2 separate regions of the Sus scrofa genome follow, and region 1 is linked to region 2. Evidence: chromatin contacts called from public HiChIP or PLAC-seq data. All regions are on one chromosome and are shown on one strand. The core of a region is the stretch at or near the end of the contact, and the rest is flanking DNA. Distances in the headings are between cores, read along the strand shown. Region 1 has its middle 56 kb from the start of HOPX. Region 2 holds the start of HOPX (HOP homeobox).

Region 1 (4,935 bases), core at 1,120-3,619, 56 kb before region 2:
TGCCCACTGCCCCTTGTCGCTGTTCAACAGGGAGAGGCTGATGGTGAGGGAGTTAGAGAGGATGGACGTGGCGGTCTTAAACCATCACTGTTCCAACAGCCTCTCTCCCCAAATTGCATAAGAGCCTGAGATGGTTGGATGCATAGTTAAGGCTGCTGCAGTGGCCTTGGTGGGGCACGTTCCAGGGAGCCTTGCCCTCCCTTGATGTCACCTGGCCACAGGTTGTGAGTGATCACAAGGAGACCCTTCCCAAACAAAGGCAATATCCTCAAAAACCAGCTATCATTTTGAAGCACTTTAGAATTTACAGACCTTGCATAGTCATCATTATATGAGATCCTCAGAGCAGCCTTTAAGTGGCCAAAGCCACTTTGGGGAGTAAAATATTTTGCTCCAGGCAAGTGAAATCTTCTGGACTCAACACTGAGGTCTTTTAACTTCAGAATTCATGCTCCATCATCTACTGTATCATTCCAGAAAGAGACTCATACAAGACATGTTTCCATGACATATATTAACTGCTCCATAAATATTCATGGGATAAATGAAAGAAAAGAAGTCAAGTAGGAGCCAGAAATCCTTGAAATGACCAGAGAAAGACGACCCTTCAGTAGGAAGGAAAACAGGCCAGAATCCCACCTTTCCAACCAAGACAGATCCCTTCCCTACATTTCCTGCAGATGTCAACTTGTTCTCCATACCCTGGGGGCCAGGCCAGTGTTACAGGGAGCAAGACACAAATGCTGTAAGAGGGCTCTGGGATCACCTGTGCTCATGAAGCAGTTTCTATTTTTCTGGGTTACAGGTGGGGAGTGGGTTGGGTTTTCCTCTGTGGGTGGGGGTGGGGCAGTGGCTAGCCTTAATCAGGGTTAATTGCAGCTTTGGCAAATAATGACAATATATCTGGATAGATTTTTGGAGAATGTGTCATTCACCAGTTCAATGTCTGTTGCTTAACTTTAGTTAAGTGAGGGGAGGCAGGGAAGGAAATATAAGTGTTGAATTTGATGAGCAGCTGGCTTGATCTTTATTCCAGATGTAGTGACGTCAGTGACAGACTCTGTGCTTCTCTTCTGTGCTGTCAGGCCTCAGACAGGAGGGGGTTTAAGGCTGAATTCCAACCTTAACAGCAGACAAAGCGAGGGGCACTTAGGAAAGTTGATGCAACGTGGCCCAGGCCTTTTAGGAATCTCATGGACTCTAGAATTTCTGACTGCCTAATTTCTACGCTCTAGCATGAGAAGGGCTTATTTAAGACTGGGGCCCAGGAATTTGGAGAGTTAAATGGTCAGCATTAGGGAGGTCTCGGCCAAGAAGATGTTTCCATCTATGTTTAAACCTTCCAACGCTTCCTTATTTCCTTTAGACTAAAAGCCAACAAGGCTCCAAGCATCCTGGCCTCTTCCATCTCCTGCAACCACTCAGGGACCCTTCTAGTCCCCACACATGCCACTCCCTTTCTGTCTTCAGCCTTTGCCTATGTTGGCTTCCTGGCTTTTCATTGATTTGACTTCCTATTACGTTTCAGGTTTCAGCTTAGAGTCTCTGTCTCAGTGTGTGGCCTTCTCTAACCACCTCCCCTGAAGTGGCCGCATAACTGCCCCTTCTGCCACCCTCACCATCATCATCTCTCCTCTCTGGTGGTCTTTGTCTATAATGTTCTTGCTTATTTCATTGTTTCCTTACTAATTTGCTTCCTCCACTAGCCTGTCACTTCCGTGTGGGCAGAAGACTTACTATCACTCTCCCACGTATCCCCACTCCTAGCACAGTGTCCAGTCCACAACAGGGGCTCCATCCACATTTGTGGACCGAAGACTGAAAGAATCGTTCCCTCGAGGGCACCAGCAGCTCTCTTTGTGGACAGTGTGCCTCAGCTATCAGAGTGGCTTTAAACTCTCCACTTATTCGTGGCTCCTGCCCTTGGCTAAGTCTTATGGTCCACTGGGGACGAGTGGCCCCAACCGGGGTCTCCGAGGCCTCTCACCTGGTGCGCTGAGCTCCCTAAGGCAGCAGGTGTTCCTGCAGCGGGTGAATCAACCGGTTCCCCAGGGTGGGCCCTTTCTTGGGTGGAACGGCCATGCCTCCAGGCTTGCCAGGACCTGCTTCTCCAGTGATGGGGCGCCGCTCAAGCCCAGCGGGCAGGGCGGCTGGGCCCTCCAAAGGAGACAACAGCAGGCCCAGAGAGATTCACACAGAAAAACCTAACTCCTGCTTAGGAGCCAGCCTGGGGCTGGAAAGTCCACTTGGAAGAAATTCCAACAGCTACGAGCCAAGAAAAATAGGAAAATTCCCATCTACACGCATGCATTTTCCACTGGAGCCACTCCATCCATGTTTGCTTGTCCAGGGCTTTTCCAATGAGGACCTCCCTGTGACTATCAGAGGCCCTCAGCTCTGGGAGAAAAGGGAGAGAAAAATGGAGAGAAGATGGCAGGGCTGTGGACAGGGAGACGGAACACGTAGCCTCCAGTGGGTGACCATCTCCAGGGTCTCATGGGGTGGGCTTCCTTGGACCCTCACCCCGGAGGAGGAGGGTGTCACAGCTGGGAGAGGCACCACCTGGCAGCCAGCAGCCCTGGGGCCTCTTCCCACCAGGTTGTCCCCTTTGCCAGGTGACCTTGGACAAGCTGCTTCACCTTGAAACTCAGGTTCCTCTGCTATTAAATGAGAAATTTAACTTTTTTTTTTTAAATTGAGATATACTTGATTTATGCTATATAAGTTTCAGGTGTACAAGATGGGACTTCACAATTTTTAAAGATTATACTCCATTTATAGTTATTACAAAATACTGGCTATATTTCCTATACTGTATGTTCCATATATCCTTTTTTTATTTTATTTTTTTTGTCTTTTTAGGACTGCACCCATGGCATATGGAGGTTCCCAGGCTAGGGGTTGAATTGGAGTTACAGCTGCTGGCCTGCACCATAGCCACAGCAATGCAGGATCCAAGCCAGGTCTGTGACCTACACCACAGCTCACAGCAATGTCAGATCCTTAACCCATTGAGCAAGGCCAGGGATTGAACCCACATCCGCATGGATCTTGGTCGGGTTCATTACCACAGAGCCACAACATAAACTCCTATTTGTTCTTTTTGACTGACTTATTTCACTCAGCACAATGTCTTCAGATTTCATCTATGGGATAGCCTGTGTTTGAATTTTCTTTATTTGAAAGTCTGAACAATATTTCCCTGTATGTATACACCATATTTTGTTTAATCATTTATTCATCGATTGGGTTGCTCCACCTTTTGGCTCTTGTGACTAATGCTGCTGTGAACGTGGGTGTTGAAGTATTTGAGTCCCTGCTTTCTCTTCTTTTGGCCACATACCCCGAAGTGGAATTTCTGGATCATAAGATAATTCTGTTTAATTTCTTGAGGAACCATCAAGCCGTTTCCCACAGTGGACTGTACTGTTTTACATTCCCATCGGCGATGCACAAGCATTCCAATAAACAAAACAAACTCTTATTTGTCAGAGAATCCATTTTTTAGAGGCCATGTTCCAGGTGCTCTATATGCAAAAGACATTACAGTGATGGGTTCCAGAAGCAGTGGGGGTGAGGAGCCCAACAGCCTCCAAAGCATCTCTGTGGCACAAAACAAAAGCTGGATGAGGTGTTCTCCAAAGGCCCTCACACGTCAGGCAGCCGAGTCCATGTTCACGTGACACATTCAGCAGCCAGTAGGCACAAGGCATCTTTTATTTACTTTTGCAATACCTGTTCCACAAAGGATTTGAGGAGATCTGCAAAAACCCATACAATAGCAAAAGCAAGAGTCTCAGGGCAGAGAAAGGTGGGAGGGTTAACTTAAGATATATGTGAGCAGACACTGCCTCGCCCTCAGACTCCTCCAGTCTGGGCGCTGCAGGCAAAGGAGTGCCAGAGAAATTCAGAGGGCTAACGCTCCAGGAACATGTGGAATCTCCAGATGCGGAGAAAGGCAGGAATGTTTATGTTATACATTCCTTCACCCAAAGCCACACTGCAAGACTCGAAGAATAAAGAGAAGAGGAATCTATTTTGAGCAGAACAAAATCATGCTGAGTGAGTGAGTGCTTCTAAGAATGGAGCCAAGTCATAAACCCGAGGTTTACTTCTTAGCCCCACTACCCGCTAAGCCAGGGCAGAGTACTTCACCTCTTTAAGCCTCCGTTTTCCCACCTACAAATGAGGATGATGCCAGGGGTTGCTGTGAGGACTGAGTGAGACAAGCCAAGTCCAGGGCCTGGCACAGGAAGCTATCACTACAGCAGCTACTCTCACCAGAAGTATACTTGGGGGTTCCGACACTGTGTACCCCCCATCAGCCCTCCGTCTCCAGCACTGAAGTGTGCCAGTCATAGTAGGTGTTGAATGGATGCCTCTAGCCCTCTACTGATATAGATGCTGTTCCTGTTTGACGTGTCTTGTGCCATTCTCCCTCTGACAATGATGGGTGACGGGTTGGAAATGCATGAAGTTAGGCTGGAAGGGTGTTGCCCACTAGGGAACACCCAGAGACTACCTGCCCATGGAGTTTGATGAAATTCAAGCCATGGAATGTACGTGACCTGGGTCAAGGGCCTCTACTGTGCTTTTCCTCACACCCTCCCTCCTGAAAGGAATGTGTTTTATTTCAGTGAAAGGTGTAAAATGATAAACTGGATAATAAATTAGGACAGGAGAGATATCAGCCCTGGAAACTTTATTCAATTCAACCACTATTTACTGAATTTTAACCTTTAACGTTTAAGGCTCTCTGGGCACTTGGGTATTTGAAGTTTAGCAGAAAAAATTTCTCAGAGCATGTACTTTCTAATAAATAGGTGACAAACAGATATGTCAGTATGAGAAAAATGCCATAAATATGATCAAACGAGGAGTTCCCGTTGTGGCTCAGTGGTTAACGAATCCGACTAGGAAACATGAGGTTGTGGG
Region 2 (5,727 bases), core at 2,145-4,644:
GATAAAAACATCAGAGTGAGAAGATATTTTAGTTTCTTTATAGTACAAAGCATGAAACATTTATAAGTTTGAACATTTATAGTTGATTAAGGTGAAAGTCTTGTGAGAGCTGAGATATTTTTTGTGTTTCTCCCATGCTGGGTTCCTTACAACATGGTTTTGGTTCAGGTAGTCTGCAGTGGGCCTGGGCATTTCTACAGGTGATTCTGAGGCCCAGCCAGGCATGAGAATTACTGGTCTAAGATTAATGACATTGACTACCAGGTTCTTGGTTAACTAACAAGTGAAAACCAAAAAAATCCTTTCTTTTAAAACGAGCCTTGTGTTAGTTAACCTGGGGAAGCAGATCAATACTCTGCTCCTATTTGTCAGTTTCATAGAGATGCTGACGGCTTGAGTTGGTCCCCCTTGCACCCCCACCCAAAAGGAGGTCAGTAATGGAGGAAACTCTATCCCCATCCAAAGACCCACCCCTTTTCTTGGGGAAATGGCAGGACATTATTTTTCTCAAGACAATACAGAATGCTTCACGATTCCATTCCTTCTAGAAAGTTCGCAGTGAACATAAAGGAAACTCAGGCTAAAGGGGATGGCCCTAAAGGAGCCACCCACTTTCTCTGCCATGGGCCAGCTCACATGGGACGGTGATGAAGAGTCTCTGCCTTGATAGCCTTGTCCTCATGGCTGGCATCTGAGGCATATTTAACAGAGGTCAGAGGGGCTGGGAGGGGGGAGAAGACGGTAGACCTGAATCCAGCGAGGTTTCTGCAGGGTCCAGTTCGTGGCACTCTCCACGAGCGGGTTCATGTGGGCAGACACTTTTAAGATAAATGACTATAGGAGTTCCTGCTGTGGCACAGCGGTAACAAACCCACCTAGCATCCATGAGGATTTGGGTTTGACCCCTGGCCTCACTCAGTGGCTTAAGGATCCAGCGTTGCTGTGGCTATGGTGGAGGCCAGTGGCTGTAGCTCTGATTCAACCCCTACCCCAGGAACTTCCATATGCCTCAGGTGTGGCCCTTAAAAGCAAAAATTAATTAATTAATTAAATGACTGTAGGATTAGGGGAAAACAGTAAAGCTGTCAGGTTGGCATGACTGTCAACCCAGGCATTGGAATTTAGAAAGAAGCCAGCAGTTTTCATTTAACCTCTTGAAATGTTTTATGCGCCATCTTTCCTCAACCACAAAAGGAAACACAACCACAGGATGAATCATTCTTTGAATGTTTCATAAGATATTAATAACCACAGCCACACAGAACTTGTATTCAGATTAAAGTTCAAGAAGCTTTAGCATATTTTTGTTCTTTTCATCTGACATTGTTTAGACTACCTTCAAACATACTTTTTTCACCAGTTTCCTCACTGGAAAGACCTGAGAAGTTTTTAAGGCCAAGGTTACTAGGATGATTTGATTTGTAAGTTTCCTTTGAAAAAAAGAGGGAGAGAAGAAATGGAGCCACAAACACTTGTCAACCAAAGAGGGCTGAAATAACAGGGCAGTTTGTGGAGAATAACAGGTCGCTCCATCGTGGTAAGGTCTCCTGCCCTCATTTCTAGAAATTAGGTTTGTCCGTCTGGAGTATCTTGGAGAAGAAGTTGGTACTTCCCAGTGGTCCTTCCAGAAACCTCCTTACAGCCAACCATGGCCAATGGCCCTTCACCAACTAACCCAAGGAGTACTTCAAAGTCAAGTGGAACCTATCCATGAAACCTCATCCAGAGTCTTCAACAGGAAACCACAGAAATGTAAGAGAAAATGCACCTGCCTAACTGGAAGAACATGAGTCCCCCTTGAATTATATAATAGCAATTCAAAAAACAAAGAGGGAGAGAAGGCCATGTAGAAGAGTCCTTAAATAGTCCAGTTTAGAAATCTGTACATTTATTTGGTGAATATTTCTGAAGGACTGTGGATTCTACAAAGTAGCAGCAAAATTTTCCTGGAAGAGCCAGCAGAACTGTGTCACTGGAATTAGGCAAAACTTTCCAGGGCAAGGCATAAAATCAGAGGCAACAGTCTCCCTTCTCCTGTGTTTTGTCAGGCACAAGGAGCAGTGGTGGGTAGTCCTGGTGGCAGGTTTGGCTGGAACTGGTAACCCACAAGGGCAGTCAGTCAGACAGCAACAAGCCCTACCTGCATTTTGACTGTTGCCCTCCTGACTGTTTGCTGCTAAACTAAAGACAGAATGGGCTGCTGAGAGCCTAGAAGAGCATAGGACTGAAACTGAAGCTGAGGTTTTCCATTTTAGGGTGTTACTCACTCAGGTTCTTTCCAGCTCTGAAGTTCTGTGTCAAAGGAGGAGACTGGGGCCACCAGGAGAGGAGGCACTGACCACCTGGCTGGACCCCATCCTGCCTCAACACTGTGACAGGAATCTCTGGGACAGACTTTTAAGTGGGGGAGCATAGGATTCCCTAAAAACACAAGGAGCTTTCACTATGACCTGACACTTGGCTAGATCCCAAGAATCTCTCACAGTAGAATGGCTCCTGGTCTGACCTGAAGGTGAGCCAGTGACCAAGTGGAGAGGGAAAGACACTTATTTAGGGAGCACAGGGCGCAGGTCATAGGAGGAAAGCTTATAAGAGCATCAGCGCTGTGATGCCAACAGACCAGTGTTGTGTGGTTCATCCCCAGGCACAAACCACATCAGGGTTGTACTGGATGATTGGGCAATTGTTTCTGAAAACAACACGGCAGCGTGATTCCCACATTTGCGCCTGTCTTTTCCTGTCAGCGAAGGCAAGTGCTGACCTGGCTGTACCAAATCCTCAGCCAAGAACTCCAAGGCTCTAACTTCCTGCCTCCCGCCGCACCTGCAAATGAGAGGGAGGGGTGCACATCTGCCTTTTTTGGCTGCATTTCAGAGGCTACTTAAGCATGAGAGATGCAGCCAGGAGTGATGTTCTCCCAAATCTGCTAGCGGGATGCTTGGCTCTAAAGTGAGGACATACTAGAGACTCTAAAGCTGGTAAACGGACCCAATCTCCTGACTTTACAGTTAACGCAAACCACAAGGGACGTCTGGTTGACAAGGCAGTCCTCCTCGGCTGGGGGTTGGCTCCATCCTGGAAGTCCCCACCTAGGGAGGCACAGGGTGAGCAGGCTCTGCTGCGCCGGTGGGACAATGGCCGGGCCAGGCTGGGCCGCCAGCAGCTAGCTGGCGTAGGCCTCCGAATCCAGGCTTTAGAAAGACAGGGGGTGGAGGGAGGAGGAGGTGGCGGCCTGCGGAGTGACTCACGCCGGCCCTCAGGCTCCCGCCTCTGGAGCTGCAGGGGTAAATCACTGAGGACCTGTCACCGGCTCTGTAAGAGGGAGACACGAAGAGCGCCGCCCCCATGTCCCCGCCTTGAGGGGCCACTGCTTGGCAGGAGGTGTGGGTGAGTGTCCTCCCGGCCAGGGCTGCCCAGGATCAAACCATCTCGGAGGCGGCCTGGCGCGGGCTGGCGGTACCCGGCCCGTGTCTGGAGGACCGTCCCCAGGGACGAAGCCTTGAAGGCGGTTTTTCAGACTCGCCGCCGCAATTCCTCCGGCCCGGAGGCCGCGGAGTCACCTTCCTCCCACCTCGGGTCTGGGGCCTCCCGGGGAAAATCATCAAAGTTCGGGGCAGGAGGGGGTACCTCCAGGCGCAGGGCACGACTCACGGCCGCTTCTTCCCGCTCCGCAGCCGCGCCGGGACCATGTCCGCTGAGCCCGCGAACGGCCCCACCGAGGACCAGGTGGAGATCCTGGAGTACAACTTCAACAAGGTCAACCGGCATCCGGACCCCACCACGCTCTGCCTGATCGCGGCCGAGGCTGGCCTGTCCGAGGAGGAGACCCAGGTGAGCCCCCGCGGGTTGCGACCCGCCCGCCCGGGCCACGTCCCAGAGGTGGGGACCCTTGCCGGGTCCACCAGCGCTCCTGCCCGCGCCCCACGCCCCGCCCGGGAGCCAGGTCCAGCATCCATCTCCCGCAGCATCCCGGCTTCCCCGTCCTCGGGCGCGGGTCTCCCCTGCACCCGGCACGGCAATGCCACGGAGGCCGCTCGGAGACCTCAGGCCCATCCTCCCTCCTCCTGGCTCTTTGCCTCCCCGCTTCCGCCCGGATAAATGCGTCTCCTCCCTCCGGGTCGGGAGCTCGGTCCCCGTGCGGATGTCTGGCTTGCTCTCCCGGGTTGGTTTCTCCTCTGGGCTGTGGGTGAAACCTCAGGAGAGGTGCCGCCTGCGCCCCGGATCCCTGCGCCCTCAAACCTCTTCTCAAGGCGGGAACGTCGGAACTGGAAGGGATTAGCGATCAGCTCTAAATTCGGTCCTCGCGTTTGGTAAACCCGGAACGCAAGGTTCAGAGGGAGAGAGGCTGGGATGGCGCCGGGCGTTAGGCATGCTCTGTCCATGACAGTCACGCTGTGGCCTCCGCTTAGCTGCAGAGCTAAAACTGCACGGGGCCAGGGAAGACTGGGTTCCGATTTTTAAAGATTCCATAGCTTGAAGGTGTAGGGTCTTTTCCTGAAGTTTTCTGAGGAGGTAGACATCTGATATGACAGCTGAAGGAAGTGGAAGCAAATGTCACTGTATGTGCATAGATTTATCTATTTTTTAAGCTCCTATATTACCCTGAAAATTGTTTAGAGCAGACGACACTCCCCATAATTTTTAAACAGCAGGTGCAGTAGTGGCTCCTGAAACGGACTTTTTTTTTTTTTCCAACCTGTCTAAACTCTGACTTCTGTGTCCCCTTTGGTCATGGAAAAACAACTAGTTATGTACGATAACACTACTTGGAACTCCCCTAGCCCCCCTCCCCAGAGAGTCCAAAGCCCTTCACACCTCTGGATCCAAAGCAGAGAAGTTCTTATTGTTCCTATTCTATAGACAAGAACATTGGTCATCCTGCCCTCTCCTCGCGGAGATTCACCCTTAGTTGAGGGTTCAGAGCTTGTAGCTCCAGTGGATGCTGGAGCCAAGACCCAAAGATCTATTTTGGATCCCAAGTCTAAAATGATTTTTACTAATTAAACCTTTGGAGAACTTGCCCATAGAAAATCTTCCCATTCCTGGGTCAAATAGAAAGTCAAGCATATCTGTTTTTTAGCAAAGGAACAAGCTGCCTGGCTAACCAGAACCAGAACCTCATGGAAGGTGATTTACTGTAACCCAAGTCTAACAGCTTCTGTTTCTGGAACCCCTCGTCCCCCACCCAGGAGGCAGCCTGTTGTGCTTTTGTCATTTAAAATTACACACTAAACTTATAAGCGTCACTACAGAGACCGTAAACTCCACTTTCTAAAAAGAAGGCTGTAGATTTGCTGTGGGTTCAGTGGCAGCCCTGGTTCTCCCTTGGAACATTACTGTCATTCTCTTAGCTGTAAATCAGAATAATTCTGTTGACCTTTCTAACAGATGATACTTGCCACCTGTTGTTCCAGGTGGTCTCCAAGTATTAAATCATTTCTTTCCCACAACAGTGCTGTGAGGTAGGTATTATTGCCCCATTGTACAGACAAGCAAACTGAGGTACAGAATATCTTGCCTGAGATCACAACTGTGAAGTAGCCGAGCTGGGAATTGAACCTGACAGCCTGGCTCCCTGGCCCAGAGGCTTAACCACCATGGCATTTTGTCCCCACAGGAAAAGAAATGGAAACAACTGGGTGGGTGGGAGGGAAAGGCTAAGAATTCAATTTATGTTCTATTTCTTCCGGAAAAAACAAACAAACCAAAACACCTTCATTCCAGGCT

What was found. HiChIP or PLAC-seq counts read pairs in DNA pulled down with a chosen protein or histone mark.
Region 1: an H3K27ac HiChIP or PLAC-seq map of skeletal muscle shows a contact between it and region 2, with 6 times the contacts expected there. The contact joins the enhancer-like site here to the promoter of HOPX in region 2. A contact is called at or near these places in 7 of 47 Hi-C or Micro-C datasets (embryonic fibroblasts, heart right ventricle, liver and 3 more) and 1 of 2 datasets of contacts at active chromatin or transcription factors (skeletal muscle).

Annotation. Positions count from the first base shown.
Region 1 is chr8:55,921,100-55,926,034 of Sscrofa11.1, reverse strand. No RefSeq gene overlaps it. Among named protein-coding and RNA genes, the nearest start is that of HOPX, 56 kb to the right of the region's middle. Within about 2 kb of position 2,369, at least 6 of the 83 cell types and tissues checked have an H3K27ac peak or open chromatin away from gene starts, as enhancers often do. A contact at or near this core is called in skeletal muscle, where this site is marked.
Region 2 is chr8:55,865,355-55,871,081 of Sscrofa11.1, reverse strand. HOPX (HOP homeobox) reads left to right here and starts at 3,394. Exons shown (of 3, transcript NM_213792.2): 1 at 3,394-3,576; 2 at 3,675-3,831. The coding sequence starts at 3,688.